Linked DNA regions of Mus musculus: all the other regions are linked to region 1. Evidence: chromatin contacts called from public HiChIP or PLAC-seq and capture Hi-C data. All regions are on one chromosome and are shown on one strand. The core of a region is the stretch at or near the end of the contact, and the rest is flanking DNA. Distances in the headings are between cores, read along the strand shown. Region 1 has its middle 36 kb from the start of Gm41259. Region 2 holds the start of Card6 (caspase recruitment domain family, member 6). Region 3 overlaps Gm41257 (a long non-coding RNA gene). Region 4 has its middle 93 kb from the start of Gm41257. Region 5 has its middle 81 kb from the start of 5430437J10Rik. Region 6 has its middle 50 kb from the start of 5430437J10Rik. Region 7 holds the start of 5430437J10Rik (RIKEN cDNA 5430437J10 gene).

Evidence for each region. HiChIP or PLAC-seq counts read pairs in DNA pulled down with a chosen protein or histone mark. Capture Hi-C pulls out chosen DNA fragments and counts their contacts.
Region 2: an H3K4me3 HiChIP or PLAC-seq map of bone marrow-derived macrophages shows a contact between it and region 1, with 5 times the contacts expected there. The contact joins the promoter of Card6 here to the enhancer-like site in region 1. A contact is called at or near these places in 23 of 39 promoter capture datasets (the 3T3-L1 cell line, 3T3-L1-derived adipocytes, the HPC-7 cell line and 16 more), 1 of 15 datasets of contacts at CTCF or cohesin (large pre-B cells), 4 of 484 Hi-C or Micro-C datasets (the G1E-ER4 cell line, bone marrow-derived macrophages and muscle stem cells), 13 of 115 datasets of contacts at active chromatin or transcription factors (the 230-238 cell line, astrocytes, bone marrow-derived macrophages and 9 more) and 1 of 9 other capture datasets (liver).
Region 3: a contact with region 1 is called in an SMC1A HiChIP or PLAC-seq map of large pre-B cells, with 8 times the contacts expected there. The contact joins two enhancer-like sites. A contact is called at or near these places in 1 of 15 datasets of contacts at CTCF or cohesin (large pre-B cells), 1 of 484 Hi-C or Micro-C datasets (embryonic fibroblasts) and 1 of 115 datasets of contacts at active chromatin or transcription factors (embryonic stem cells).
Region 4: a contact with region 1 is called in an H3K4me3 HiChIP or PLAC-seq map of bone marrow-derived macrophages, with 5 times the contacts expected there. The contact joins two enhancer-like sites. A contact is called at or near these places in 3 of 484 Hi-C or Micro-C datasets (peritoneal macrophages, uterus and ventricular fibroblasts) and 2 of 115 datasets of contacts at active chromatin or transcription factors (bone marrow-derived macrophages and heart atrium).
Region 5: a capture Hi-C map of bone marrow-derived macrophages shows a contact between it and region 1, with 10 times the contacts expected there. The contact joins two enhancer-like sites. A contact is called at or near these places in 1 of 15 datasets of contacts at CTCF or cohesin (large pre-B cells), 5 of 484 Hi-C or Micro-C datasets (embryonic stem cells and uterus) and 1 of 9 other capture datasets (bone marrow-derived macrophages).
Region 6: a contact with region 1 is called in an H3K4me3 HiChIP or PLAC-seq map of bone marrow-derived macrophages, with 15 times the contacts expected there. The contact joins two enhancer-like sites. A contact is called at or near these places in 1 of 15 datasets of contacts at CTCF or cohesin (large pre-B cells), 2 of 115 datasets of contacts at active chromatin or transcription factors (bone marrow-derived dendritic cells and bone marrow-derived macrophages) and 1 of 9 other capture datasets (macrophages).
Region 7: a contact with region 1 is called in an H3K4me3 HiChIP or PLAC-seq map of bone marrow-derived macrophages, with 6 times the contacts expected there. The contact joins the promoter of 5430437J10Rik here to the enhancer-like site in region 1. A contact is called at or near these places in 1 of 15 datasets of contacts at CTCF or cohesin (the NIH/3T3 cell line), 3 of 484 Hi-C or Micro-C datasets (embryonic fibroblasts, group 2 innate lymphoid cells and macrophages) and 1 of 115 datasets of contacts at active chromatin or transcription factors (bone marrow-derived macrophages).

What each region holds. Positions count from the first base shown.
Region 1 is chr15:6,078,866-6,083,252 of GRCm38.p6, reverse strand. No RefSeq gene overlaps it. Among named protein-coding and RNA genes, the nearest start is that of Gm41259, 36 kb to the right of the region's middle. Within about 2 kb of position 2,097, at least 37 of the 459 cell types and tissues checked have an H3K27ac peak or open chromatin away from gene starts, as enhancers often do. A contact at or near this core is called in bone marrow-derived macrophages, epiblast stem cells, group 2 innate lymphoid cells and 2 more, where this site is marked.
Region 2 is chr15:5,106,774-5,111,160 of GRCm38.p6, reverse strand. Card6 (caspase recruitment domain family, member 6) reads left to right here and starts at 2,628. Exons shown (of 4, transcript NM_001163138.1): 1 at 2,628-2,678; 2 at 2,785-3,073. The coding sequence starts at 2,791.
Region 3 is chr15:5,290,699-5,295,085 of GRCm38.p6, reverse strand. All of the region lies in intron 1 of Gm41257 (a long non-coding RNA gene), which reads right to left. Among named protein-coding and RNA genes, the nearest start is that of Gm41257, 38 kb to the right of the region's middle. Within about 2 kb of position 2,380, at least 9 of the 459 cell types and tissues checked have an H3K27ac peak or open chromatin away from gene starts, as enhancers often do.
Region 4 is chr15:5,345,651-5,350,037 of GRCm38.p6, reverse strand. It overlaps the pseudogene Gm46496. Among named protein-coding and RNA genes, the nearest start is that of Gm41257, 93 kb to the right of the region's middle. Within about 2 kb of position 2,042, at least 28 of the 459 cell types and tissues checked have an H3K27ac peak or open chromatin away from gene starts, as enhancers often do. A contact at or near this core is called in bone marrow-derived macrophages and peritoneal macrophages, where this site is marked.
Region 5 is chr15:5,412,724-5,417,110 of GRCm38.p6, reverse strand. It overlaps the pseudogene Gm46496. Among named protein-coding and RNA genes, the nearest start is that of 5430437J10Rik, 81 kb to the left of the region's middle. Within about 2 kb of position 2,445, at least 78 of the 459 cell types and tissues checked have an H3K27ac peak or open chromatin away from gene starts, as enhancers often do. A contact at or near this core is called in bone marrow-derived macrophages, where this site is marked.
Region 6 is chr15:5,444,590-5,448,976 of GRCm38.p6, reverse strand. It overlaps the pseudogene Gm46496. Among named protein-coding and RNA genes, the nearest start is that of 5430437J10Rik, 50 kb to the left of the region's middle. Within about 2 kb of position 2,361, at least 126 of the 459 cell types and tissues checked have an H3K27ac peak or open chromatin away from gene starts, as enhancers often do. A contact at or near this core is called in bone marrow-derived macrophages, where this site is marked.
Region 7 is chr15:5,493,718-5,498,104 of GRCm38.p6, reverse strand. It overlaps 5430437J10Rik (RIKEN cDNA 5430437J10 gene), which reads right to left and starts at 1,787. Exons shown (of 5, transcript NR_045274.2): 1 at 1,750-1,787.

The DNA of each region.
Region 1 (4,387 bases), core at 848-3,347:
TCTTTCCTTTTTATGTACATATGTATATGTGGCATATTGGGTATATTATGCTTGTATGTGTGGGAGTACATATGTGTACAATTATGTATCCTTGTATGTCCATGTGCATATTGAGACTCAGGGTGGACATCAGGAGTCTTCTTTGTTAGATATCCACCTTGTTCAGGCTTGAGTCAGGCTTTCTTAGTTGAACACAGAGCTGCTAATATGAGCTTGGTGCTAATTTAGCTTGTAAATTTTCTCTGGTATTTCCTTGTATGTATCTCCCTTCTGAGCCCTGGAAGTACAAGAAAGGGACACATACCATCAGGTGTTTTATGGGTGCTTGAAATACAGATTCAGGTGTCATTACATTTAGGAAGCAAGTGTTTTCCTGCTAAGCCAGTCTCCTGGCCTTAGCTTCTTATTTTTTCCTCATGGTGACTGAGTTTGAGAAATTTCTCATGTATCGTAGAGTTTCAGTGATCAGAACAACATGGAACTGGCACAAAAAGAGATGTATAAAGCCATGGGACACAGTAAAGCATCCAGAGATAAATCCATAAATACAATCTACTAATTCTGAACAAGGATGCCAGGAATACAAAATAAGAAAATGGCAAGCTGTCAAACTAATGAAGCTCATATACAAAACAATGAAACTGAACCATTAGATTATATAATACACACAAGCTAACAAAAAATGGATGAAGATTTAATTATAGGGCTGGAAACCACAAACATTCTAGAAGAAAACACTGGCACAACTGTACAACTGGTCTTGGCATGATTTTACCAATATTATTTCCCAAAGCATAGGCAATGCAAAACAAAACAACTAAATAGGACTCCGTAAAGTATACATTTCTGAGTTAGTACAATTTGACTTTAAATATCAGTCATCCTACTACATGTAAAGGTATAGCTTATTTTTGCTTTGATTTCCAGATATTTTTTTAAAAAATGTGTGTGTGTGTGTGTGTGTGTGTGTGTGTGTGTGTGTGGTGTGTATAGGCTGAGTATGCCTTGAATTCAACTTGTAGACCTTATAAAGGAAACCAACATGATGCATGAAAATATGTTCAAGCCATTTGTCTAATAGGACATTAATATTTAAAGGGAAATATCTAAAATTGCAAACATTGAGGCAGTTTCAATTGAACAGGCAAGTGCACAGTGGATAACTTTGCAAATTTGGTATATGGATAAACAACAGTTAAATGAAAACTGGTGTGGCATTAAAGCTCTGTTTGCCCATGCTCTATCGTTTTACTTGCCAAAACAAAGCTTTGCTGATTTTGCCGTTCAAAATATGCCTTATCAGCTTCAAAATTACCTTTCATATAGGATTCAGTGGTCCTACACTGGTGACCACGAGATAAGTCAGAGCCCCACAAAGAAATTGTTTAGAGATGCACCAGAGATGTTGTTAACTGGGAGCCATTTAGGAACTGAAAGGAAACCAGGAGTTAAATAATACTTAAACAATATTTAGTTTTACTAGATGCTCTAACATTATTTTGTCCACGTAAAGAGACTATTTCTGTCTTTATGGTGTGATGTTATATGGTCTCTATGTTACTTGGTTTGCCTCTTCGCCTTTCCCTTCCACTCCAGCCCGAAATGACTTGTTGTTCAGCAGCCGATAGAAAGTTGTTTGAGTCAGCTAAAAGATCATCGTGAGCACTTGAGAGTTTTGAGGCCTGAGAAGACAGCCAGCTTGCATGACTAGGTTGGGTGACTTCTTCCTGTTTGCTGACGAATGTTTGCATGTTTGGCAGAATGCGGTTTAAGGGTTGCTTCCATTGTAACAAGCCTTCTGTTGGTAGGAGGCACATAGTGTTCTCTCTCAGCTGGAAGCCTTCCACACAAACCAAAACAAAACTGAAAACAAAACAACGAAAATCCTTCCTAGTTTCTAAAAGGCAAATTTGCCTTACTCTGGTCTGCCTCTGTAAGATTTTATCATTGACTTGCCATTGGAACGTTTTGTTCTCTGGATGTTCTTCTCATAATAATTCACTAAACATCAAAGAGGAACTCCACTGACCCCTTAATAATGAGATGCTTCCCTCTGGCTTCAGACCATGTCTATGAAAAAGTAACTCATTCACGGAGATCTGTCCAGCATGAGCATTTTGTTTGGATTTTAGCTATCTTTTCTCCTGAGTTATGAGGGTGTTTTAGACACACTATGAATCTGATTGAAACACTATTTTTGCAGTGAAATTCAGTAAGTGTGTTTTACCCAGGATCAGTTAGTGTGGTCACTAAACAGGATCCTACCTGAGTGTGTTGTCAGGACACAATACTATAGCTCTCTGGCCACTCTTCCGAGTTCTCTCCTCTGCCCTGTGTGCAGCAGAGGGCAGTAGTGAACTGTGCATTTTATGTGGTTTCTTTCTCCAGAAACACAAACCAAGTCAGTATAATAACAGTAATCTTGAACATGCCCATTATTGAATAATATTTTTTCTTTTGAACAAATCATCATTTACTTAGGTCACACACCCATATATAGCTTTTAATTTCTGATCTGAGACTTAACACTATAATTCATGCAATTTAGGATTTGAATATAGTATTGTTTTGCAAATAGACATTCACAAGTCAAATGTGGACAAGAAAAAATATAATTGTCTTAAGGAAATCTTGAGCATGTGCAATACAGACACACACCCACACATCTCTCTCTCTCTCTCTCTCTCTCTCTCTCTCCATATATATATGTATGTGATGGCATATATAAAATATAAAGCTTATACTCTTCCTCAAGGAAACATGTTCTCCCTTATCATCCTTCCAAGTAAATGAAATGTTTCTTATCAAATATAGTAACATGAATAGAAGATTTCTCCCCATAGGCTTATATATTTAACACTTTGTCCCCATTGCTGGTGCTTTTGGGGGACGCCATGGAAGTTTCAGGACAAGAAACTCACTGCAGGAAGAGCTTTACTGGGGAGGTCTTTGAGAGTAACTAGCCTTCCTTGTTCCATTTCCACATTGCTGTCCAGCTTTCGCTTTTCTGTTGCCCTCTAGGCCTCATGCTTTTGTTGAGCACTGTGGCGCCTTTCTCTCCCATTACTGATTTTCCTTCTCAGTGCTAGGTCAAAATAAACTCTTTCTTTTATAAGTTGCTTTGGTCATTGTGCTTTTATCATGGCAACAAAATCATGACATTGATAAAACTTAAAGATTATAAAATTATATGCTAGGAATGCCTTCCCCACATCTCAGTATCTATTTTTTACTTTCTTTGAGTTTGTTAGTTTCATCTTTTTGCTTTTTTTTTTGTCTGTGTGTATGGGAGGATAGCATACACTGGCTTTCTGAGTGCTGATGATGGCAGAGACACATTACTATACCTTGGTAATTTCAACGTTCTAGCATTTCTTTTAACTCGATACAAGATATGTTTTAACAGGAATGTTTAGTCAATTTACATTGATTCCACAGTAAATTACCTATTCAACATTAAATGCTTTCCTCAGATTGGAGTTCTTCAGTATTTTCCATCTCATTGAAAAGCACAGGCAGTCTCTAGATGGTCCATCTGGGGATCCATCCCATAATCAGCCTCCAAACGCTGACACCATGGCATACACTAGCAAGATTTTGCTGAAAGGACCCTGATATAGCTGTCTCTTGTGAGGCTATGCTGGGGCCTAGCAAACACAGAAGTGGATGCTCACAGTCAGCTATTGGATGGAACACAGGGCCCCCAATGGAGGAGGTAGAGAAAGTACCCAAGGAGCTGAAGGGATCTGCAACCCTATAGGTGGAACAACAATATGAACTAACCAGTACCCCTGAGCTCTTGTCTCTAGCTGCATGTGTATCAGAAGATGGCCTAGTCAGCCATCATTGGGAAGAGAGGCCCATTGGTCTTGCAAACTTTATATGCCTCAGTACAGGGGAACGCCAGGGCCAAGAAATGGGAGTGGGTGGGTGGGGGAGCGGGTGAGAGAGCGTGTGGGGGACTTTTGGGATAGCATTGGAAATGTAAATGAGGAAAATACCTAGTTAAAAAAAAAAAGATATCCTGGACTGCGTGTAACGAATTGTAAAATCTGCCCAATGATCCTGAGAAAGTCATGAAAATTTATAAAGTCGCATTTATAAAGCTAAGATAAAAGCTCTTGCCTCAAAGGGTTTTGTGATCATCGATATTAGTTTCTGGGTATTAAAAAATATCTTATAAACTCTGAAAAAAAAAAAAAGAAAGAAAAGCACCGGCACCAACGCAAACGCGAGTACCTGTCGCAATTCTGTCTCATGCATACCTAGCAAACCTGTCCTGTTTGCAAGTGTTGCTAATTATCCCTCCAACATAAATCCACTTTCCTCTCCCAATCTCCCTAATCCATCACTGTTTCTTATTTAGGTCCTACATGCCTCTGTATTA
Region 2 (4,387 bases), core at 1,379-3,878, 970 kb after region 1:
TCACTCCATATCCCATGCTGGCCTCCAACTCAGAGATTTCTCTGCCTCTGCATCCCAAGTTCTGGGATTAAAGGCAGGCGCCACTTCCTGGCTCTAATAAAAATAAATCTTAAAAAAAATAGTATTCATGAAATTCCACAGGTTATCTATTTCCATACTGATATTTAGGTTGTTTTCAGGTTCTTGAAGACCAACCATATAATTTTAATAAAAATGAGAAAATGTCTGCTAATAAAAACACTTAAAATTTTTGCTGTGTGTTGTGGCACACACCTTTAATTTCAGAAACTTGGAAGACAGAGGCAAATGAGTCTTTGTAAGTTCCAGGCTAATCTGGTCTACATAATGAGTTCCTAGACAGCAGGGCTATGTGAGAAAGATCCTGTCTCAAAAAAATTAATCTGAGTTAAAAAATTATTTAATGTGCATGAGTGTTTTGCCGCCATGTATGTATGTATACCACATGGTGCCCAGAGAGCTCAGCAGAGGGCATTGGATTTCCTGGCAGTGGACTTCCTGCTCTGTGTGAGCCATTACGAAGGTGCTGGGAATCAAACCAAGGTCCTCCGCGGAACAGCAAGTGCTCTTAACTGTTGAGCCTTCTCAAATGTAGAATGTATTAGTGTACAAACTATAAATCCATTCATAATCCAATGCTCAGGAGTAGCCAGTATTAAAACCTGGGCTGTCTCTCTTAATTATCTTCTTACAAAAATGTCTGCTGTATGTGCAACAGGCATATGCTGTACACATACTGGTTTTGCTTGCTTTGCTTTTCTGAGACAGGGTCTCACTGTGCTGCTCTAGCTGGTCTGAAACTTGCTATGGAGAGCAGACTCCAATTCACAGAGATCTGCTTCTGCCTCCCCAGAGGTTAAAGGCGTACACCACCACACGTAGCTTACATACTGCTTTGCTTTTGTTGTTTGTTTGTTTGTCTAATTTTGAGATGACGCTATATATATATATATATATATATCATACTATATAGCCCTGGATGGTCTGGAGTTCTCTATGTAGACCAGGCTGGCCTTGAACCACCTGCCTTTGCCTCCCAGAGCTGGGCTTAAAGGTGTGTATTATCTTGCCCAGTTTTTTTTTTTTTTTAAATGGGATCGGTAACTTGCTATTCTCCAAAATAATATAATGTGCTTATCATCACTATTAGGTTCTACTTTATCCTTTAAAACAGCCTAGCAGGAAGCTGGAGAGATGGCTAGGAACACTGGCTACTCTCCCAGGGAACTAGGGTTCACTTCCGATCACCCGCATGATGTGTCACAAATTAGTAAAATCTTTTTACCAGTTTAATAGTTCCTTGGTATTTTCCTGCTATCATTTATTTCACAGACCTCTGATTTATGGAAATTTAGGATATTTTTGCTTTTCTGCTATTATCCAGTTGGAATAGATATTTCCTATGTATATTTTTGGCATGCATTTAATAATATTTTCTGTAAAGATTCTTATATGTGTTTTTTTTTTTTTTTGCTTGTGTGTATAGATGTGTACCATGTGTGTGCCTGGTACCCATGGAGGTCAGAAAGGAAGTTGGAGCTCTTGGAACTATATTTATTTTATATATATACACACATATATATATATATGTATATGTGTATATATATATGTATATGTGTATATATGTGTGTGTGTGTATATATATATAGTGTGTTTTGAGGCAGGGTTTCTCTGTGTAGCCCTGGCTGTCCTGGTACTCACTCTGTAGACCAGGCTGGCCTTGAACTCAGAAATCTGCTTGCCTCTGCCTCCTGAGTGCTGGGATTAAAGGCGTGTGCCACCACCGCCTGGCTGGAACTGGATTTATGGATGGTTATGAAGCACCACCTTGAGAGTGCTGGCAAATGAACCCAGGTCTTCTGTAAGAGCAAAAAGTGTTCTTACTGCTAAGCCATTTCTCCAGCTCCTACATTTCTAGAGGTGGGATTGCTAGAGGGAAGGGTTATACATTTACAATTTTGATCTATTTTTTACCTGCATTTTGAAGATTACTCTCCACAAATCAGTCGATTTGCATTTATAACATCACAGTTTAGGGCCCAGAGCAGGGATACCTAGCCCAATTCAATGTTCAAACGAAACATCCTGGAGGAGGTCCCGGGTTCACTTCATCTCGTTTTGTTTTATTGAGAGAGGGTCTAACTATGTGGTCCTGGGTGGCCTAGAACACACTGTGTAGACTAGCCAGCCACTAAACTGCAACGATTATTATTTTCCTGCCTCTGCCTTCTGAATGCTGGCATCAGAGGTGTGGGCCACCCTTTGTGGCATGTTCCCCACTGCCCAGTATTAGTGAAATTTAGTCTAGCCATCAAAAAGAGCAGAGAGTAAGGTTCCGGGTACAGATCAGTAGCAGAACCACATGAGACCTTGGATTCCAACCTCAGCAAGTGTACACACACACACACACACACACACACACAGAGAGAGAGAGAGAGAGAGAGAGAGAGAGAGAGAGAGAGAGAGAGAGACAGACAGACACAGAGAGAGACAGAGACAGAGAGACAGAGACAGAGACAGAGACAGAGAGACAGAGAGACAGAGAAAACACAGATAAAAGATCAGCAACAGGAAACCACAGAACCACAGACCGAGAGTGCTCCGGGCTGACTTCCTGTGTTTGTACTCTCTGTTGTCCTCTTTGCCCTCTCCAACAACAGGTATTTTTGACGCGTTTTATCTTTGCTAAGTAGGATTTCTGCCTTTCTTTGTTAACATAGATTTCTTTACCTGCCAGAATGACTTGATCCATTTCCTGGTTTGTAGGAAGCAATGGCTACAGAGGGTGCTTCCTCAGAACTCATAGAAAAAAAACGTACGAAGTTGCTCAGTGTCCTCCAACAAGATCCGGACTCTATCTTGGACACGTTAACCTCTCGGAGCCTGATTTCTGAGAAGGAGTATGAGACTCTGGAGGAAATCACAGATCCCCTGAAGAAAAGTCGGAAGCTGTTAATTTTGATACAGAAAAAAGGAGAGGACAGCTGTCGGCGTTTCCTCCGGTGTTTGTCTAATGCCTTTCCAGAGTCAGCGTCCACAGTGGGCTTCAAGCACGGTAAGTGGAGCTTTTAAAGTTTGAAGCAAAGGGGGAGGAAGCAGGTTTTCTAGAAGAGAAAGAGAATTGTTTCTGGTTGTTTGGATCTGACTTCCTGAGACGAGTTTTACTGAAATGTGAAACAGAATGTGTGTCGTTTCCAAGGCAGGGAGCAGTGGATCTCTCTGATCCAGGAGCTTGGCAATGGCTGATCACACTGTTCCAGCGTTTTCAGCTACCGTCTGGTGCCTGTTGCTTTGGCGGGGATTTGAAAAGAGCCCATTGTTGATAATGGCACCATCTAGGGTTTTCCTGTTTGTGTGAGTAAATTTGGAGATGTTTACATCCCCAGAGACCTTTGGATAGCCACGCTGAAGGTACAGGGAAAACCATTTTAAATGAACCAGTTGGAAGATCAGTAGCTCCTTGTCTGTGATAGGAACAGTAGTTTCTAGAAGTGTAGCTTCTCCATTTGATAAGTGATAAAGGTCTTGAAATTGATGCTTTATAAAATATGGTTATTTTTCTTTCTTAAAAAATCTGTTTATTCTAAAAATTTGTCCAGTCCCAAACTTTATCCAGCTAAACAGTTAGAATGACCATGAACCATGGATCTTCTCTCAGGGTTTTAGTCTTCGACTTTTTGACTTTTAGTTACATTTTTATTTACTTATCCCCATAAAAAGAGGAGGAAGGAATGATGATGGAGTTCAAACTGGGAGTGGAGGAAAAGTAGGTTTTTCTTCTATAATAAATATTGACTATACTTTTTTCTATCCTAATCCCTCTCAGAAAAAAATTGTATGAATTTTTTTAAAAATAAAAAATAGCTTTATATCTTCTTTCATGACGTATGCCCTTTTACCTGCATTCTGTCCTTTGTAACATAATAATATCTTTTGCTTGGTCTCCTTTTCAAATGTCATATGTAGAACCTACATTTCTATATATGCATACTAAATATGTATGACAAGAAAGTAGGAGAGCGAGCCGGGCAGTGGTGGTGCACGCCTTTAACCCCAGCACTCAGAAGGCAGAGACAGGTGGATTTCTGAGTTCCAGGCCAGTCTGATCTACAGAGTGAGTTCCAGGACAGCCAGGACTACACAGAGAAACCCTGTCTCGAAAAAAAAACCAAAAAAAAAAAAAAAAAAAAAAAAAAGAAAAAAAGAAAAAAAAAGAAAAGAAAAGAAAGAAAGTAGGAGAGAGCATCTCTTTTGGGAATAGACGGACTAGCTGGTGGAGAGTGGGAAGAGTGTGTTTGTAAGAGAGAGAGAGACAGACAGGCAGACAGAGACAGAAAGAATGCCACAATGAATACAATTCATTGTGGTT
Region 3 (4,387 bases), core at 1,131-3,630, 790 kb after region 1:
AGGAAAATTGCTTGCTGCTGTAAGGTTGTCAAATAGTGTTTTACTTACACAACATGAAATTAGTTTAGTCATTTAACGTTCCAGAAATTGTAGAATATAAATACAAATGTGGCACTTGTCCAAATATGGCCTATTAATAACAGCATTATGTGACATTACCAGCCCAACGTTGCCTTTATTTGTACTCTTTTATGAAGTGATTCATTTCTTCAATCTTCTTCAAGAATCCCTATAAAAATTCATCCCCTTAGAATGAGCACAAAAATGTTTCTCCATTACATTATACTAAAACATACCAGAAAGAATCAGCATGCAGCATAATAAGACATAATATACATGTGATTTGCCAGCTATTTTCCCTATATAATCTAAAAACAACTCTTTTTTTATCTACCATGAATTCCATTTAAATAGATTAGAAAGAAAATTATAGAACAAAGAATTAAAACTCTTTCATGTCTAGCCTTGGCTTTCTCTTGAGAATTTCAATCTGTCTGTGCCTTGCTTCCTATTCTACAAAGTAAGGATCACATTTCTATATCATCTGATTGTCCTAAATAAGCTGTTATGACTACTGATTATCTATCTAAGATGCTGTTCTGCTCAGAGCTATACCTCTCCTTCCATAACCAAGTAATCAATGATCAGTCACTTGCATGTGACACATGGCCCAGATAAGTCCTAAGGATATGGTAAGTAAAGTGTTTTAACCCTGACTTCTTCAAGGCCATGACTGGCTGGAGAAAAGAGTCATGTAACCAGTATCATTATCATTACTGTAATGGAGGTAAAGGTTCAAGTGTTAGATCAGACAGAGCTATTAAAATGGCAAGAAAGGATACACAAAAGATATACACATGATTGTTCACTTCAAAGATAAATATGTTTTTAAAGAGTACCTCTAACCTTCCCTGAGTAAATATTTTGTCTTCCTTCTTGGTTTCTTACAAAGTAAGTAGTGTTGTAATCAACAAAATCATGTCCCTATGTAATATTAATCTCTGATGGCATAGCAGTGATCTAGTTGTTAAAATGAAAATACTTTATCTCTCTTTTGGTCTGAGAGGGATCCACAAAAGTCCATTGGAATATGGGAAGGGGAGAGAGACAGACAAACAGACAGAAAGAAAAAGACAGAGAGACAGAGACAAAGATGAACAGAGACGTAGAGAAAGGCAGAGATACAGAAACAGTCAAAGAGTCCTCCAAAAGGCCTACAGCGCCTATCTGTCAAAAGAAACTCTATTTTTTTAATGTAGAATGTAAATGTAGTGTAGAAGAGCAAAAGCATCAGAAAGGATGCAAAGTCGACAAGAGAGGATGATGGTGGTGAACATGATCAAAAAACATTATACATGAATGAAAATATTATACTGAAAGTTGTTATTTATATTTTACACTTGCTAATAAAGCACTTAAAATAAACTATTTTTAAAATCTGTAGATGACATGTGAGTTTACCATGTCCTGTCATTTAAATGTGCTCTAGTTCTCTTTAGGTTTGTTTCAAACTAGAACAGCTTTTGTCATGCATGTTGACATACGGGCTCCAGCATCTCTATCACAGAATCCTTATCAGCGAGTTTTGGTCAGACTCTGAGGATACAGTGAGAGCTAGACACTCCAGTCAGCCACTCTTGGCAGTGATATCAAGTCAAGTGACTTGTTTTCCACAGTTCATATTGGGGCAGTCAGTCTCGCTGTGAAGAGGTTCACAAGGTAGTGTAACAATATGCTTAAGTGCATAGAGAAAAATCTTAAATCATGTACACAGTAGACTGTGGCTATAATTATTTGGGTTTTTCTTCTGTCCCCTTTGTACCCAAATAACTGCTGAGCATTTCTAGCTCCCAAATAATAGACACAGAGACCTGGTATTTTTATTTACAAGACGCAAGCCTAAGCTCGGTAGGTTATTATAAGGCTATTTCCCAGTCACATGGTCCCTTATCTTTATTCTGAGTCTGGTCTTGGCTCACTCTGGTCCACATGTCCTTGCGTCTACTCTTTCATCTCGATCTCACAGCAAATCCTCTCCATCCCTCCTCCCCTCGTGGTCCTTTCTCTCCTCTCTTCTCTTTCTGGTCTGCCTGGGATACAGTGATACATGTGATACAGTCTTCCTTCCAAAGGAAGCACATGCTATGTCATGTTGTGGCTTTATAATACAGTTCCCTTAAAAAACATCCAAAGATTAGGGTTTATTTTTTATTTGGTTCAGTTAGACTAGTAAAAAGCTAAGCTTAAATGCCAAAGAATTTTAGCTGATTAAAAGAGTGAATTTTGCAGTTAGAAATTCAGACTTAAAAATTCAATAACATGTTGGTATCCCACAGGTGGCAAAACCAAAATAGTTTAGAGGAAGGGGTCAGATTTGCAGAAGTAAGTCCATTAGCCATGACCATTCATGCCAGTTGTGGTCAGAAGCGATGTGAGGCTCACTCTGAATGGTGAACAACGGCAAAACCAAAGCATCCAGTTTCTTCCATAACAGACTTAGGCACTAACTTGAAAAGCAAAATATAGAGAAGACATGGTTATACAGGGTTTTTTTTTTCAATCACACTTGTCCAGTCATCCCAAATGATAAAATAATAGAGAAATAAAGTGTGCACCAAGCAGGAAGAAGAGGGACCTGTGTGCATCGTGAAAGGTGGAACAGAAGCTGCACTCAGAGGCTAAGAGGCTGACAGGCAGGAATGGTGTGCTAACAGATGTGAAACAGAATAAAGTAAGGACAAGCTGAGTTAGGGATCATTTTACCCCAATGAGTCCCAACCCCATGGTCCCTGGGAGCTTTTTAATTACACATAAACCCTAAAGATCTGACTCAACTAATGCCCTAGGGCCCAGGGATCAGTATTTTGAAGAGAATTTTCCCAAATAGTTTTGGTGTTCTGCCCGTTTGATTCCTGATTAACAAACCACAGGACTGAACAACAGGAGAAGATGTGCTCAAAATGAGACGATGATTATTTTAGACTTAGTTAAGTGGCAGTTCACATGTCATCATTTGGATAATCAGACTGAATGTAGAAGTAAAGATCATTTATTTTTCATGTCTGAGTAATAGTAAATTATCTCATGAATGAATGAAATATAAAAATAAAATATATAATATAAATATAAAATGAAAAACATAAAATGTTAAAGCCACTTGAGCACTTCAGCCAATAGATAAGATGATGACAAACCAAAGGTTACTGTGTCATTATAATAGAAAGGCAAGTGTCAGCAAGCGCCCTCCAGCCAAGAGTTTCACACAGTGAGTGTGTCCCCTCATACCCACACCAGCCTCACAAGACATAATTGTCCTAAACAGGGAGCTGAGGCCCAAGATCGATAGCAAGTCTTGGAATCTGGGTTTGTGAATATTTAATGTTGTGGGTTGTACTGGTAGATTCTTAACTATGCATGAATAAACACAGTAGCAACCAACAGGGGCTCAAATTTCTGAACAAAATTTCAGCTTTGGATGCACTCTACTGGCATGTGATCAGAAATGGCATGTGATCTAATTAAGATATTTACCTAACTACAAGATTAGAGATCTTAACAGTAATCAGACAGGTGGACCAACATCTGATGTTTCTGCTAAATAATTTGACTCTTCTCATGTAAGATTTCCTTAGAAATGAAGTAGCAAAGAAAATACTCTGCACTGTACTTGATTTTGAAGTAGGAAATATGATTAACTACCTTCTAAAATAGGGGGGATTTCTTACTCTTTATTATTTCTCTGAGGCTTTAATTTTATGGAGTTTGTCCAAAAAGAAATATCTTTACTTGATACTATGCATCATGCAGAAGAGCAGAGACTGTCAGCTAATATAACATCAAAGGAGGGTGCAGACGGCCTCTCACCTTTGGATATTCGATATTATGATCAATCTGAAAAGGATGTTCTAGATAGCATCCTCCTAAACATCACAAAAGAACCAGACACCAAACAGTAAATCTTAGAAGTAAAACAAGATAAATAACAATGTGTTCTCAGCTGTGTGGAATCTAGGTTTTAAAAGAATAGAGCATGAAAGCAAAATGGGGCAACTGGAAAGAAAACAAGAAGCAGCAAGAGAAGGAGAAAAGGCGGCTGGCAAGATGGCTCAGGGAGGAAAGGCTGCTGAGCTGGCGTAAGTGTCCAGGACACACATGGTGGCAGGAAAGAACCAGCTTCCAAAAGTTGTTCTCTGACCTCCTAACAGGCACCATGTGGCTCTCTCTCTCCTGTGTGTGCTCATACACACACAGATAAAACAATGTCATTTTTTAGTTTTGAATTTGAAAAGGGGAAAGGAACAATATATAACTGGGGAGCAGAAATGATCAAAGTACATGATACAAATGTGGGGAAATGTCATGAAATCTATTACTTTATAAAATATAT
Region 4 (4,387 bases), core at 793-3,292, 730 kb after region 1:
GATTCTGCAAAAATGACTCTGACTTTCTGAAGTTCTTCCACCTGAGCATGTCTGGGTGTTTACATTTCTTTCTGCTTACAATTCCTAACAAAATCTCTTTCCTCAAGGCCACCTCTAATCTCATTCCTCCATGAAAACCTTTCATTGACATCTCATTGCCTAATGCACAATATCCCAGCCCAGAGGCAGCAGAGCACAAGATCGTGCTGTGAGCTGCAACAGCACTTTGCTCTTGTGTGAAACTGACCGACTCCACACTTGGAAGTTCATGTGTGTAATCACAACACACAGAAAAAAAGAAAGTGCACATTTTACTCATAATGCATTCCTAGAATCTATGTGATTCATGTTCCCAAGGAAGCCACATTAAATTATTTGTGTCACTGCAAGCTGCAAACATTAAACAAGCTAAATTACAGCTAGTAGGTACAATTTTGAGCAAATAAAGCTGTAAATATGTACCTTAGAATTTCTGTATATAACAAAATTGTTTTTCATGCCAAAAAGGAAATATTATCAAATACTGTCATTATGGTTATAAGGAACTGTTGTCTGTTTGCATTTAATATGATTCTAGAATATTTTACTTAAATTTAATATTCATACTACAAACTCTAAAGAGTTTTTTAATGCTGATCATAATTAATACCTCCTAGGAGCTTCAAGAGAAGCTACTGACTCAGGGTTAGAATTAGATCTGACTCTGTGTAAAGCAAATATGCATGTGGCTTGGCCAAACTACAATCCCATAGAATTTGACACCTCAAACTTGATACAGATTAGTCGTCCACTGAACATTGAAATCACCACTGCTAAACAGAAAATTAAAAAGTATGAAATATCGAAGGAAAAGAAGGAAAAACTCAACCAACAAAGTTACATCATATGGGCAAGTCCCAGCCCAGAAATAGAGAACAAAAACCAGGAACACAAAACGCCAAGACCGTGCATTACCCCTAATGGAGAGAGGGGCTGGGCCTACAACAGGAGCATGAGTAATTTATACAGTATTGCTGATATTATACTTCTTGACCTAACCACTGGTTGCATAAGCTTATTTAGTATCTAGTAATGTATATAGTTTTCAAAACATTCACTGGGCATTAGACTACATTGCCATGAAAACAATTTCATGCAGGCAAGAGTATATGAGCATTTGAGCACATTCCCCTCCATGCTTCCTAACCTCTCATTCCCCACCCTCGCTCCCTCCTGCCCCCAAGCATCCCTTTTGTTCTCCTAGAGAGTCTTGTTTCTACTTTCCCATAATACATAGGTACATGATTTTATACCTCTACATAAAACCTGGGAACCACAAATAGAAGGAAAAAACGTATTTTTCTTTCTGAGATGATCTTAATCAGTTAATATGATTATCTACTGTGGGATAGGTCTGCAATTCTTTTTTTTCTTTTTTTTTTCTTTTGTTTGTTTGTTTGTTTGTTTGTTGTTTTGAGACAGGGTTTCTCTGTATAGCCCTGGCTGTCTTGCAACTCACTCTGTAGACCAGGCTGGCCTCTAACTCAGAAATCCTCCTGCCTCTGCCTCCCAAGTGCTGGGATTAAAGGCGTGCGCCACCACTGCCCGGTGGGTATGCTCTTCTAACAGTGTATTTTGATTTAAGATGTTTTTAAAAGATCCATGAAATCAAAGAAACCTTCCACTGCGACGTGGAAAATGCAACCTCTGAAAGGTCCTGTGTATCTCCATCAAGTCCCCAATTGAAACATGACTAATGAAAAAGCACAGATAAGCCAAGAGTCAACCACTTGAGCTGGACAACCTTTGTTCTTATTTTTTGTAATGTACTTCATTGCTGGATACATTCAGACAGGGGCTGTTAGAACACTAGGGATGAAAGGAAGTTACCATCTCAGACCACACACTGCACCAAGTAGTTGCCATGAGAGAACGTATTTGGGAAAAGAGCTCTGATCATACCTAAGTGACAGCTTGTCTCCTAGAAATTCGCTGTGGCCTCATCACTGTGAAAGTATGTTCCCCATGCTCACCATCACTTCCCCAAAACTGTTTTTTCTTTATCTGCTCTAAAGTTCGGGAACAAGCATTTTACCAACGCTTCTGGCACTGGAACCCTGTACTTCCCAGTGCGGAAGCACCAGCTCATTGCAGTGGTAACAGCTGGATGCTTGGAACATGTTCGCAAGGGACTATGCTGATCCTTCAAGTCTGGACTCTCTGCAGTTCCCAAAGAGCATATTTCTGAGATCATGTTATCTAGTTCAAGAGTCAAGCATACAGTCACTGTGGCCAGGAAGTTCAACAGGAACAAGATAAAAAAAAATGATAAATAGCCATGAAAATGTGTTTGTTGAGTGAAATAGCCAAGAAAATGTGTTTGTTGAGTGGGGTCTTGTTCCTTTGACCAAAATATAAAAAGCCCCTTTTATATAATCAGTCCTGGCAAGAATTCAACTTCCTTCTTCATGGAAATAAATGAGTACAAGAACTCACTACTGACTAAAATTTTTAATTACTTCTAGAACATTCTGCTATACAGTTCGTAGGTCCTTGCACACATTTTCCAGAAAATCATGTCTTGACATATTAAACAAACCTGTGAAACTAAGCCTATGGTTAAAGCATGATTTACCCTTACAAACATATTCCTCTTAACTTCACAGGCACAGAAAGCACTAAGATTTGAAGAATAGTTAAGTCATTTGTGCGAAAACCTTAGCTCTACCATCAAGTTAAAAGGACTTAACAAGGATCATGAAACTAATGCAAGCTTAAGCTGAGGCTGGAATCCAGGATTGTTAATTTCTAAAATACCTCAGTCACACCACATCAGGATGCCTTTAACTCATGAGCAATTACATGAAGTAATGACAGTCCAGCTTAGTGGGTTGTGCGTTGTTGCCCAATCAGAGCCAAGGGCTAGAAGCCACAGAGTAAAGTGAATTCTCTATGAACTGGATACTCTTCACAGAGAGGTATGACCTGTCAGACGTGTCTGATGTATATGCACCCACTTGAATTCCTACTACACTTGTTACACCTTAAGAAGCTAATATAAGGAAAAAATGAAATATACATGTCATGTGAATACACATATGTCCTCCCATTCTAGCATGCCACTTGGATTCTATGATGAAATTCAAGACATGAAGCCAGAGAGGTGGGTCATTGTAGTGGTTAAGCATGCTACTGCTCTTCTAGAAGACCCAAGAGCTAGGGTCAATTCTCCAACACCCCCATAGCATCTCACAACTGTAACTAGTTCCAGCAGATCTGATGCCCTCTTTCTGGCCCTCATGGATAACAGTCATACACAAAATGCACGCACACACACACACACACACAGACACACACAGACAAGCATTCACATATGTAAAATAAAACAAAGTTTTTTAAGGTCAAGACATAATTATGCAAGTGAAAGCTTCTAATTTCACTGGAAGGAAATGGAGTAATCAAGCCCACAGATAACGTCTTCTAAAATGACTGAAAGAATCAGCAAAAACAGAAACGGAACTTTCCTTCACTGTTTTAAAGCACAGCGTGTTTGTATCTCTTCTTGCTGTGTTTACTTGTCATGCTAGCCAGTAGGATACATACGTAAAAATTCGTTTTTCCAACCATGAGGTTTTCAGCAGTTAATGAGGCAGACAACAATGGCCAAGCTGTGGAATGAGTGTCACGGTGGAGAAAGTGGGGGGAGGGGGATGTGAAGGGTGGAAATCAGAAGATGTAGGACAGCTGATGGGAGAAGAGAATAAAGGAAAAGAGGTAATACAAAAAAAAAATCTCTTCCCAAAAACAAGTAGTAAAATAAGAGGAATTTTAGTATTTTCTTCGATGGAGTTTCTCACATTCTGACCTCCTCCGTGCTTCTTACTAGACAGAAAGACTTTCCAGAAAACTAAAATGTCTCGGGCCATATCCTGAGGTCTATGTTACACCTGATCCCAGTGGTAACAGTATTGTGTGGTCAATTTTTTTCTTTTATTATTATTAATCATTCCATTTGTTTACATCTCAAATGATATCCCACTTCCTGGTTACCCCCTCCACCAACCCCCCAACCCACATCTGCCCTCCCCACTTCCCTTTACCTGTATGAGAGTGCTCACCCACCCACCCACATGCTCCTGCCCCGTAGTTCCAGCATTCCCCTACCCTGGGGCATCAAACCTCCCCGGGACCAAGGTCCTCTCCTCCCATTGCTGTCAGGCAAGGTCATCCTCTGCTACAAATGTATCTGGAGCCAAAGGTCCCTTTAGGTACACTCCTTGGTTGGTGGTCTAGTCTCTGGGAGAACTGGGTAGTCAGGCCAATCTACGTTGTTCTTCCAGTGGGGTTGCAACACCCTCTACTCCTCTAGTCCTTCTGCCAGCTCCCCTACCAGGTTCCCAGAGTTCAG
Region 5 (4,387 bases), core at 1,196-3,695, 670 kb after region 1:
ATTTCTTTTTTTTTTTTTAAATGGTTTTAGAGCTTTATTGTAGAAAGACAAGGAGAAAGAGAGAAGGTAAAAAGAGAGAGAGATGGGCCATGGCAATGTGAAGAGAGTGGGGAAGGGAGAGAAAGAGAAAGAGGGATAGAGAAGAGAGTAAGAAAGGTGAGGGCTTCCATCTATGTCTTCTTAACCTCTCATGGAGGATGGTCATGCAACATGGCTGCGTGCCCATGCCACTCCAACACTCAACAGCAGTAAGCATAAACAATCATGTCCTTCTGGGAACATCATCTTGTCTTAGCTCCCAGCACACCCTGCTCCATTGTCTGTCTCTGCTTCATAGGTTGCCTTTTTCCTTCCAATTTGTAGGATGCCTCTTCCATTCTGAAGTGCCACCAAGTGACAGAGTTACCATAGCCTTCTTACCTAAAATAACACCCACTTTCCAGAGCTCTCATCTTTTCCCACAGCTTAATGATCTCTTGCTCACCAGCCCTGACCTAGCACTTAAACACAAGATCTTTTGTTCTATCGACCATGGACCATGTGTTAGTATCATCATGTCTCCTCCCTCTCAGGTAATTGTGCCTAGCAATAAGTACTCCACTACAAACCCATTTATCAAGTCGACCATCTTAGGGTTGTCTTTGCTATGTTCACTTTTTCTGGATTCCCCACATTCAGTCTGTTGGCAAGGCTATTTTGTAGAATGATCTCAATTTACAAGCATGGAGTGGATGGGTTCATGTAAAAACAAATAAGTGTATACAACTGCATTGGTCTGTGAAGGGAATGATGAGAAATTATTCCATAGAGGTCAAAGACAGAAGCACAGTGTTCATGCTTAACATGTCTTTGGAATCTCTCATGAGGAAATGAAACCGGTGATAAAGTCAGATGCTAAGATTTATAGCAAGAACCCTCACTTCTCAGATTTGATCACTTCCCCTTAAATTACTGGCACAGTCTGCTTAGCATTGCTATTTTGAGATATCTGATTTCTCTTCTGTTAATCGCTTTAAATAAGTTCTAGTTGGCGTGTTGCACTTTTAAATCATTGCTCTCTGAAAATAACAAACACCTAAACTTCGGTAATATATTAGTTATCAGCCACTGACTTTGTAGCCTACTACTGGTGTGTAAATCTAAAGGCAAGGAAAAAGCTAACTTCGAATCTGAAAGAGAACAAGTGCTTTGCTCTGTTGAAGCTGAGAAAGAATGAACCACAGCAAACTGTTCCTGACAACAGTCTCCAAGAAAAGAATAAATAAGAAATAAGTTGGGGTGTTTTTCAACTTATTGTTTTGAGCCAATGTTTTATATTTGTTTTTCAAGCCCAAACTCAATTTCAAACGTAAACAAGTAATGTTTTTAGGAATAGGAAACATTAATTCACTTTCTTTCTGGTACACAAAGAACATTAGCCCCTATAAAAATGCCTTGGATCATTGCTTTTTCAATAAAACACTAAAAACTTGAGCCAGGCTTGACTCACATTCTCATTAGCATCCTGGGTTTATTGACCACTGTCCACATTCTTTTTAAGCTCTTTTGAATCCAGAGAGAACTTACCAGATGTTAAATGTTCAAATCAGTCACTCTAATAAAATTTCACCTAAGGAAGGCCCAACCCCACAGTTAAACCTGATAAGGCCACCCCAGAGATTCCCCAGTGATCATGAGAGCAATGAAGAGGGCAGAAAGCATAGCCTCTCCCCCCATCCCCACCCCAAAAAATCTCCTTTCAAAAACCCTCTCATCTAAACCCATCATTTCTGGTTCTTTCTCCTTTTGCAATATAATAAAGTTAATACAAGTTTGAAGAAAAACTATGCTGAGAGAAGCAAGTAGCTTATAAAGGATCAGAAGCTGTCAACGCACATTGAAAACTGCAGAGAAGACAGGTCGCTGTGTCCATTAAAGTCATGACTTAGGTTGTCACAAGGTCCAGAAGGAGGAAATTTCCGATGATTAATAGACTCTTGGGAAAACTACTAAGAAATGAGTCCACTGAACAGGGAACAGAATGGTTAAGAACTTGAGTTTGATTATGAACTAACCAGTACCCCGGAGCTCTTGACTCTAGCTGCATATGTATCAAAAGATGGCCTAGTCGGCCATCACTGGAAAGAGAGGCCCATTGGACACACAAACTTTATATGCCCCAGTACAGGGGAACGCCAGGGCCAAAAAGGGGGAGTGGGTGGATAGGGGAGTGGGGGTGGGTGGGTATGGGGGACTTTTGGTATAGCATTGGAAATGTAAATGAGCTAAATACCTAATAAAAAATGGAAAGAAAAATAAAAAAAAAAAAAAAGAACTTGAGTTTGAGGAATGAAATATTTTAGTAGTAGCAGTAGTATTTGTAGTAGTAGCAGCAGTGGTAGTTGTAGTAGTTGTAGTAGTCGTAGTCATAGTCGTAGTCATAGTAAACAAGGAAGTCTGTACCACAACTTCCTGTGAAAGTCATAGAGACTGACACTTAAACTTTCTGTCCTCAATCCCCAAACAAGTCACTGACGTTAGAGAAACCGGTTAATAACTGCACCTGTTGGTCCTGTGGAAATTACATAAAGACCGGTCATGCTAATAAGTAACAGTGGCATTCACTGAATGTCAGCCATTTCTAAAGTACACTCAGAGGAACTATGTTAGCCCTAAACAGTTACAGGAAGGAAAACTGAATGACAGCAATATAATCCAAGGAGCAGACACATCAGCCTCACATGAGAGAGAGCTTGTTAGAACTACAAGCTCTCAAGCCCCACCTCCTTTTACTGATGTGTAATCTGCTTTCGATACTAATGATTCCTATAAATATTAAAGATTCTGAAGCACCTGAGACCACATGGTTGGGAGTAATACATGGATATGTTCAAACTTCCAGACTTCACTCTCTGACTATTGTCTTCTCTTGCCTCTTCTCATGAAAGAGTGTATCTTATGTGCCTAGTACATAATAAGTACCATCATATTTTTTTCATTATTTTTATTAGATATTTTCTTCATTTGCATTTCAAATGCTATCCCCAAAGCCCCCTATACCTTCCCCTCACTCTCCAACCAACCCACTCCTGTTTTCTGGCCCTGGCATTCCCCTGAAGTACCATCATATTTTAAGGATGCTTTGTAAATAGCTCTATATTAAAAATGAACTTTTAATAAACTGACCTTACTCTCACCAAATACAGCACAGATAGGAATATCAACATTAAAATGGAACAGAAGGACCTAAGAAATCAAATGTCATTTCTGTAGAACTTGATAGTGAGAGAAACGTTGAGTAATGTGTCTAAGGTGAACCAGGAAATTGAGGGTGTAGTAAGGGATGGGGCTTAAGCATTGTAGGTAGGGCTGTCTATTATCATGCAATTGCTGGGTTCTTATACAGAATTTTTAAAAAAGATTTTTGAATAAGTATGCAATTAGCAGATGCCCATAGTTTCATTTTTCTGTTTAAAGTGCTCTGTCAACCATGGAGGCTACTTCTAAATGTTGATGAATACAAAATATCCTTAAAATATGCTTCTTCATAGACCAATTGCTTACTGCCCAATAGATGTATTTCATGGGTGTTTACTGGCATTTGACCAGAACATTAATGTAAAATTGGTGTTGTATACAATAAACTTTGAAGGATAGTGTAACACTCCCCCCAGCACACCAAGAAATTTTCTATGCAATGTTAATCCTTACCATTCTACCCATCTTCATAGATAACCTTTTAAAGAATGACAGTGCTTTGATCTTTTATAAATAATAACATATTCTTCTCATAACTATTTGTCTTCTGATTGGTTATGCCATGTTTTACTTCCGGTCTGCTGTCTGCATATGGTAGTTCTTTTACTTGTGTAAACACTGACATCTACGCCTGACCATTTCTCCTTCTATATCTGCATCCTTTCCAGATACTCAGTTATCTAAAGCATTCTCATTGGTTCAATACCTTTGTTCAAAACCTTTCTTGAAAGCAAGTATAGTTGAAGATAACCAAGATGTTTTTCTTCTTTAAGTTAATTTGTGAAGTTAGCATGTAATGCTATGGGCTCCATTATGGCACACACACACACACACACACACACACACACACACACAGACACACCTAATGAGAAAAAGAGAGTGAGAGAAAGACAGAGAGATGGAGAGACAGGGGAGGGGAGAGAAAAGAAATGCTAAAAAGGTTGTGGAGAAAGAGGAATTTCACTCACTGTGAAACCACTCTTAAAATCTATATTAATACTCTCAAGCTCTGACCCCAGGACTCAGGTGAGATTGCCATCTTGTATCCGGGTCTCTCAGAGACCAGTCCAAGCAGGAGAGCACACAGGACGCAGAAGCAACAGAGCTTCTTGGAAAGGGACCCTTCGGGCCTTCATCCTCAGCCAAGAGG
Region 6 (4,387 bases), core at 1,112-3,611, 630 kb after region 1:
GTGTATGGGGGACTTTTGGGATAGCATTGGAAATGTAAATGAAGAAAATACCTAATAAATAAAAAAAGACTGGTTACAAATATGTAATAAATTTATATACATATATACATATTCGTAAATATATAAATACAACCTGCTCAGTACAAACAATGTTACTTTTCTGTGTATGTTTTCAGAGATGACCATCGATACAGTGCTCCCTGAGGAGTCATAGACTAACATAACCCTAACACCAAGCACAAGAAGCTCTCGTTTTTGTCAGGGTTTTCCAAGAAAATCCCAAAATATTATAGGCTACTGGACTGCCTTTTGTTGCCCCAGAGGTGGGAGGTAAGTCACTATTGCTGAAGACTCCATTCACTTACATGCTATTTTTTTAATTGCTTCCCCAAAACAACCATAGGCTAACACCAACAAAATCCAGGAGCCAGAATGAGAAATTTTCTTTGGAATGTTTAAGAGTTATTCAAGTGACTCCTAAAACAACACAGACTACTATCAATGTAGTCCTCGTTTACTGCTAACACCACACACTTTGAACCCAGAACTCAGATGAGTCAAGTGGATGACTCTAGCTTCTATGATATACAAGTTGTCAGTGGAGGGAGGCAACTCAAGAGTCCTACCCAGCTGCAAAACCTATGAAGCACAACAATGATCAGCATGATAAGATATCCAAAGAATGAAATGAGAATCCCTTGTGTGTTGGTGATAACCAACAGCTGTCTAATTAGACTTAAGTCTCATGCAACAGGAAGGAATTCATGCCTTGTATGGGAAATCTAGCTAGCTTCTCAAGTTTTGTGAGGGCATAGACCTTAGAAAAGAATTTACCACCATGACTTGGCTAAACCAGAGTAATTACTCACTACAACTCAAATCTCATCCTTCAATGCTGTGGGTACAGATAAGTGTAGGTAGCTCCCACACCTCATCAAACAGAGCCTCTATTTACAGCAAATGGAGTCTATCACAAAAAACCCACAGCTGAACACAATACAGCGACAGATCATGAGGAGCCCAGCCTCAATGGATACACTTATATCACAGCTCTTATATCTATGGCTTGGCTCAGGGCATATCCTGGAAGAAAGGGTAAAAAGATTGTCTGATCCAGAACACCAGGAAGTTGGCTGTGAAACAGTCTCTCCTAGAAATGGCTGAATAAACAAGACTGGAACAATTTCATTATCAATAGATCTGGTGACATGAAAGTGGGTAAAATGTCATGGGACCCACCCACAGGCAACTAATAACAGCCAGAGGAGAATTAGCCTCTCCTGGATATAAGTCCCCTTGTTGGTTACTCAATGAATACGGGTCCATATATACACAAACAACCAAAAAAGACCCAGAAAGTTGATTATATATTTGTGGATACTTATGCACGTGCACACACACACACACACACACACACACACACACACACATATGTATATATGAAACAGTAATAATCAAAGAAATAGAGGCTAGCAATGTAAGCATGGGAAGGTCATAGGAGGGATTGGAGGAAAAAATATCTGGGAAGGGGCTGGAGGGAGGAAAGGGGTAGTGGGAAAGGGATGTAATTCTCTTTTAACTAAAAATATATTAATAAAATAGGAGTAAATGAACTTTCATCATTAATGTAGATTGAAGTAATTTATTTTCCTGTCACCTAAATGAGGCTCTCACCCAACATCTTCTCATTCTCATACAGAAGGCCCACACACACACACACACACACACACACACACACACACACACACACGGCTGAAGATTAGTACATTCTTTTGAGAACTACAGGACAAGTTCAAAATGGATATTGTAGCTCCTCAGCTGATCATGTGAAAAATCCCTGTAACAGGGCCTGTCATGCATGACATCATCTGGGTCATAGGTTCTGGTGGGAAAGGTCACTTTAAAGGTCCCTTCTCTTTTAGCTCATTCTAATAATGAAAGCCACCAATGACAGCTAAATGTCATCAACTTTCCAAGGTTCAGACCTGCACCCAGGAACAGGGAATCCAGACCTCCTGACTTGTAGGTTATGATACAGCATCGCCAGGCTGTGACATGTTTGCAGCTCTCACTTCTGCCCTGACACCTCTGCAATGCTACAGGGGGTTTCCTACATCTCCCCTCCTCGTGCTTTTCTGAACTCACCCAGATTTTATTTACATATGCTTCACTAATCCTCAGTGGCCCCAGGCAGTAATTATATTAAACCCCCAAAAACGAATAAAATAGTTAATATAAAACTATAACATTGCTGTCAAAAGGAAGACGATAATTGTGACATGGGCTCCAGGGAAATGGAGAAGTGGTCAAGTCACTTTGCTATTTTTACCTGCCTCTAATTATAGAAGGAACTGTATGTGTTTAATCAAATGTGCAATCACACAGACAGTGACTCAGAGCTCTGAGAAGAGTCAAACCACGTTGACAGCAACTATGCTCAAAAGATCCTAATCTTTCACTTCTGCTATTACTTTATTCATCTTCCGGGTGTTAATAAATCAACATTGGCCTGGAGGTTCTCGTCTGTAAGGTGAAGGACTTGGACAACAGGATCTCTAGTTTCCTTTCCAGGGAAAAGTCTATGCTTTTGAGGGATTACAGAAAAGGAAACAAGGATACAGTGTAAAGTTGAAGAGTTACACAGAAGAAAACAGGAACCAGGAAGTAAAAATTTATAGTCTCCAGACATCCAGGCACCTTCCCCGACAGAGGAGGGCTCTGCTGCAGAGCACCTGGGGGGAGCCATCTTGGGTCCCAGATCCCTCAAAGACTAGTCTGCCCAGGCGAGAGTGCGGACTACAGAAGCTACACAGCTTCTACAACAGGCAGAAGCAACACAGCTTCTGGAACAGAGCCCATTTCGGGCTCCAGACATCCCGGCACCTTCCCTGACAGAGGAGAGGTATCTGCCCTGCCCAGGAGGGCTCTACAACAGAGCACCTGGGAGAGCAATATTGGGTACCAGATCCCTCAGAGACTAGTCTGCTCAGGTGAGAGAACACACTACAGAAGGTATACAGATTCTGGGACAGGCCCTGTTTCAGGACTTCATCTTAAGCCAGGAGGGAGGTCCAAACACAAGATATCTGTGCACCTTCCCTGAAAAAGGAGAACTTGCCTACAGAGAGTACTCTGACCACTGAAACTCAGGAGAGAGCTACACTACCAGATCTGCTCACAGAGGCTAACAGAATCACAGGAGGAGCAAGCTCCAATCAGAGACAACTATAACAACTAACTCCAGAAATTACCAGAGGGCGAAAGGCAAACATAAGAATCTTACTAACAGAAACCAAGACCACTCACCATCATCAGAACCCAGCACTCCCACCTCAGCCAGTCCTAGATACCCAACACACCCAAAATGCAAGACTCGGTTTTAAAATCATATCTCTTGATGCTGGTAGAGGACATCAAGAAGGACTTTAATAACTCACTTAAAGAAATACAGGAGAACACTGCTAAAGAGGTAGAATCCCTTAAAGAAATACAGGAAAACACAACCAAACAGGTGATGGAATAGGACAAAACCATACAAGACCTAAAAGGGAAACTAAACACAATAAAGAAAACCAAAAGTGAGACAGTGGTGGAGATAGAAACCCTAGGAAAGATATCTGGAACCATACATGTGAGAATCAGCAACAGAATACAAGAGATGGAAGAGAGAATCTCACATGCAGAAGATTCCATAGAGAACACCGGCACAACAGTCAAAGAAAATGCAAAATGCTAAAAGATCCTAACTCAAAACATCCAGGAAATTCTGAACACAATGAGAAGAGCAAACCTATGGATAATAGGAGTAAATGAGAATGAAGATTTTTCAATTTAAAAGGCCAGCAAATATCTTCAACAAAATTATAGAAGAAAACTTCACAAACCTAAAGAAAGAGATGCCCATGAACATACAAGAAGCCTACAGAAGTCCAAATAGACTGGACCAGAAAAGAAATTCCTCCCAACACATAATAATCAGAACAACAAATGCATGAAATAAAGATAGAATATTAAAAGCAGTAAGGGGAAAATGTCAAGTAACATATAAAGGCAGGCCTATTAGAATTACACTAGGTTTCTCACCAGAGCCTATGAAAGCCAGAAGATCCTGTACAGATGATATGCAGACCCTAAGAGAACACAAATGCCAGCCCAGGCTACTATACCAAGAAAAACTCTCAATTACCATAGATGGAGAAACCAAAGTATTCCATGATAAAACAAAATCCAAACAAAATCTTTTCATGAATTCAGCCCTTCAAAGGATAATAAAGGGAAAACACCAACACAAGGACAGAAACTACACCCTCATAAAAGCAAGAAAGTAATCCATCAAGAAACCTAAAAGAAGACAGCCACAAGAACAGAATCCCAACTTTAACAACAA
Region 7 (4,387 bases), core at 538-3,037, 580 kb after region 1:
TGGCAAGAATGTGGAGAAAGAGGGCATTTCTCCATTGTTGGTGGGATTGCAAATTGCAACAACCACTCTGGAAATCAATCTGGTGTTTTCTCAAAAACTTGGAAATGGTTCTACCTAAAGATCCAGCTATTCCACTCCTGGACATATATCTAAAAGATGCTCCACCATACCACAAGGACACATGCTCCATTATGTTCATAACAGCCTTATTCATAATAGCCAGAAGCTGGAAACAATCCAGATGTCCCTTAATGGAAAAATGGATACAGAGAGTGTGGTTCATTTACACAATGGAATACTAATCAGCTATTAAAAACAAGACCATCAAGAATTTTTCAGGCAAGTGGATGGAACTAGAAAATATCATCCTGACTGAGGTAACCCAGACCCAAAAATATATGCATGGTATGTACTCACTACTAAGTGGATATTAGCCATAAAAAACAGGATACTCATGATACACCCACAGACCCAAAGAAGTTAAACAAGAAGACCCAAGTGAGGATGCTTGTATCCCACTTAGAAGGGAAACATAATAGTAAAGGGAGGCAAGGGGAGGGAGGAAAGTGGATGGGAGAGAGGAGCATGAGGGAAACAGGAGGACAGGATCAGGTGTGGCCAGAGACAAGAGTAAGGCCCAGAAGACCAGGATAATAAATGGAAATCTGCAGCTGCCAGAGATGGGGGGAGTGGATTTCTAGGCTGTCCCTGAGAACTGAGATAGGGGAGGCTCCCAGGAGTCAATGAGGGTAACCTAGTGGAGATGCCTATCAGTGGGGACATGGACCTGAAGACACTACCTCCTGTAGTCAGGAAGGACCCCAGTGGAGGGCTAAGGACACCAACCCACCCACAAAACTTTCAACCCAAAATGTGTCCTGTCTAAGAGAAATGCAGGGCCAAATGGAGCAGAGAATGAAGGAATGACCAACCAATAGCTGGTCCAACTTGAGACCCATCCCTTAGGCAAGCACCAATTCCTGACACTATTAATGATTCTCTGTTAAGCTTACAGACAGAAGCCTAGCATGACTGTCCTCTGAGAAGCTCCACCCAGCAGCTGACCAAAAAGATGCAGATAACCACTTCCAGGACCCTTATGGGATTGAAGGCCCTGAAGGGGATAGGAACCCTACTGAAAGACTAACTGTGTCAAAAATCCTGGACCCCTGGGAGCTCTCAGAGGCTGAGCCACCAAGCAAACACCATACCTGGGCTGGACCAAGGACCCCGGCACATATGTAGCAGAGGGCTGCTGCATACCTTGTCCTGTGTCAGTGGGAGAGGACAGGAGGAACTCCATGAAGGGAAGACCAGTAGGAGGGGCAGCAGCATTTGGGGTGTAAATAAATAAATAAATTTTTAAAAATTAACTGTAACTTACCCATTAAATCCCAGATGAAGTAGCTTGAAAAATAAAAACAAAATACCATGCTTTGCATTCTGTGTTGACTCTTCCTTCTTCTAGTGGCTGCCGCCTTAAGTAGGTTATCATGAATCTACCCCACAGTAGACAAGTTCCTGGAGCACCACTGCTCAGCCTCTATAGTGAATTCTTTCTTGTCTAAATATAGGGTTATATGACAGAGATTACACTAGAGAGAGAACAAAATCTTCAAACTTATGTATTAGACTCCCTGATTGGGTAGCCTACCATCTTTATCTGCATGAATCACTGCTCTAGGTTGGTCCTTCCCCATAGCTTTCATAAGTATCTGCAGCTCTAATTCCTCATACAAATTACCTTACCTCCCCTGATCCTCTGATCCAGTCCCTGATCCAGCTTCTAACACCTCCGTCCTAGAGATGTAAAAGCCATCTTCATCCCACCCTTTTCTAGCTACAATAGGAGGTGCTGTGGATTGGCAGCTCATGGCTTCCTATCCCAACTGGCTAGTCTCTCAATGAGAGGCCTTTTACATCCTGAGTTCTCTCTTCCCTTTTCTTTTTTTTTTTTTTTTCTGAGGGTGGAGAGTGGTCACATAGCTAGGCTCAATTCCTCAATTCTCACAAACCACTACCAATGTGGCTACAAGTACCTACATTCCTCAGTATTAAAAAAATAAATGCTAAAGAAACACTAAATTCCTTCACCTGCGGGATACAAAGAGCAGCTGTGAGCAGAGATGCTGGTGCTCACCAGATTGCAATCACTGCCACAGGAAAGTTGTGCATGCAGTATCATGGGACCAAAGCTCAGTGCCATGAACTACAACCCTCGAAAGCTTAAATATGCCTACCTCACAGGTGTAACCATGTTCACAGATGTAACCGGCTTCATCATGTAGAAGCACACTGCTCAAATACCTCTTGGGACAGAAAAGAATTTATGCAAGTTCTCACTCCCACCCAACTGGGGCCTCAGCCTTGTGAAAAAGCACCATGAACCTGGTCTTGGCATTTTTCTAAATACGTTTCCATTTTGAAATGATTTTTTAAAAAGCAGGAAGTAGCACTTTCACTTCTGCAGTGGGATTCCCTCCATGTCTCCCTAAAGACATAACATCACTGTGTTCCCTTTAAACGTCTCAGATTGGGCCAGTTTCTTACACAGATAACACATCGCTCCTGGCTAGGATCCACGAAATTTCATGTCGCCCACCTCACTTTTATTACTTAATAATTATCTTGGCAGACACCGATTCAACAGTCCTTGGAATGCTGGTGGGAAAGATCCATCACACTTAGTATTTCTCAAGAGGAAATTTGTCTAGTGGTTAAACTCAAGAATGACTCATAGAGATGCCAATTCAAACCCAGGCTGTGATTCACTCTGTGACCCTTGCCCTACGCTCTCCACCCTGGGTTTCTCAATATGTTGAGCTGCACATCTCCATTTGCTACCATAAATAATGAGCTATACTTAGAGATTATTTGCAAACTGACTAACATTGGGAGACCTAATATGTCCAAGGTAATGTGTCACCAACGTGAAAGCATAAGTCGATATTCATAAGAAGTCATTTTCTCAAGGTTAATCATGGACTGAAGAAAGAATGTGATCAAAGCCTTTGAGGACCAAGTCCTTCCAGTCATCTTTGCTCCTGACTTTCAGAGATGCATACACTGAAGCCCAGCCAGCTAAGCTTCCTACACAAAGCTTTGCTGTGCCCAAGTCTACACTACATGCTAGAAATGGAATACAGGCTACTCACAGGAACCACAGGTATAGTTTTCAATTTTCTAGTAAGGACAGGTTTTTTTTTTTTCATAGATTAAGATTAATTTCAGTAATACATTTTAACTTAACATGTTCAAAATACTCATCATTTCAGTATCTAATCAATGTTAGACTATTAATGAGCACCTTTTTTCTGCTGTTTTTTCCCCATATGCAGTCATCAGAACATGGTGAGCATCTTACACTTTGAGTATGTCACAGTCTATACTAGCCACAAACCAAGTGCTCCCATAGTCCCAATAGACTATTAGCCACCTTAGTTGGCATCCTAGGTCTGCCCAGCTGCTAGGATTTCAGTCTCTTGGTACTAGTCAACATAAACTAGTGTGCAAAACTGAAGACCACAGAACGTTTGGAGCCTATTACAGCCCTATCACTGTTCTTAAACTCTCTCTGATCCTTTTCTGAAGACCACATTCTTCCCTGTAATGTCTTTAGCCTTTCTGTTATATTCTGGGCCTTGGCTCTGATTAAATCTTTGAAATTTTCTTTTTCTGTTTACATAGGTTCTCTAAGTATGTCTGGGGAAATTATCAGTAGGGATTTTCTTATTCCATGGAAATTGTCTTTAATTCCTAAAATTTTCCTTTTTATTTCCTGCTTTGTCTGAAAGCATTCCAACAGATAGCAGCTTCAGAATGGATGCCAGCTCATTCCACCATCAGCTGGTGACCCTATGGGAAGAACAGAGAGTTGTCAATTCCACCCAGAAGCCAAGGTGATGTTGTGAAACCAAGGCTCAAAATGTGAAGAAAGGGGCAAAAAGAATGCGTCACAGACAAAAAAATCATTTCAGAAGGTAACATGTGTGCATGTGTGCATGTATGAATGCGTGCATGTATAGGTGCATAAGTGCTTGTGTGCATGCATATGTTCATGCATGTGTATTTGAATTAGGACAGTACCCTAGGACATTTTTTATGGTCTTGAGATCTCCTAACTTTACAAAATAGGGTGTAGATGCCAAAAAGGGGGTGTGACATCAGCTACCGTGTGCTCTACAGCCTTGTGTTGGATGGAGAACATGTAAGTTCTCCTGCAAGGGCCACACTACTAAGGGACAGTGTGGTTTATAGCTGATCTTCATTTGCAAACTTTAGCCAGCTCTTAGCTTCCTTGGGTGCTCAGCAGAGAAAAATAAATAAATATGATAAGACACACAGAGATGTCTTAGAAGAAAGAAGTTTGTGGAACAAGCCAGCAGGA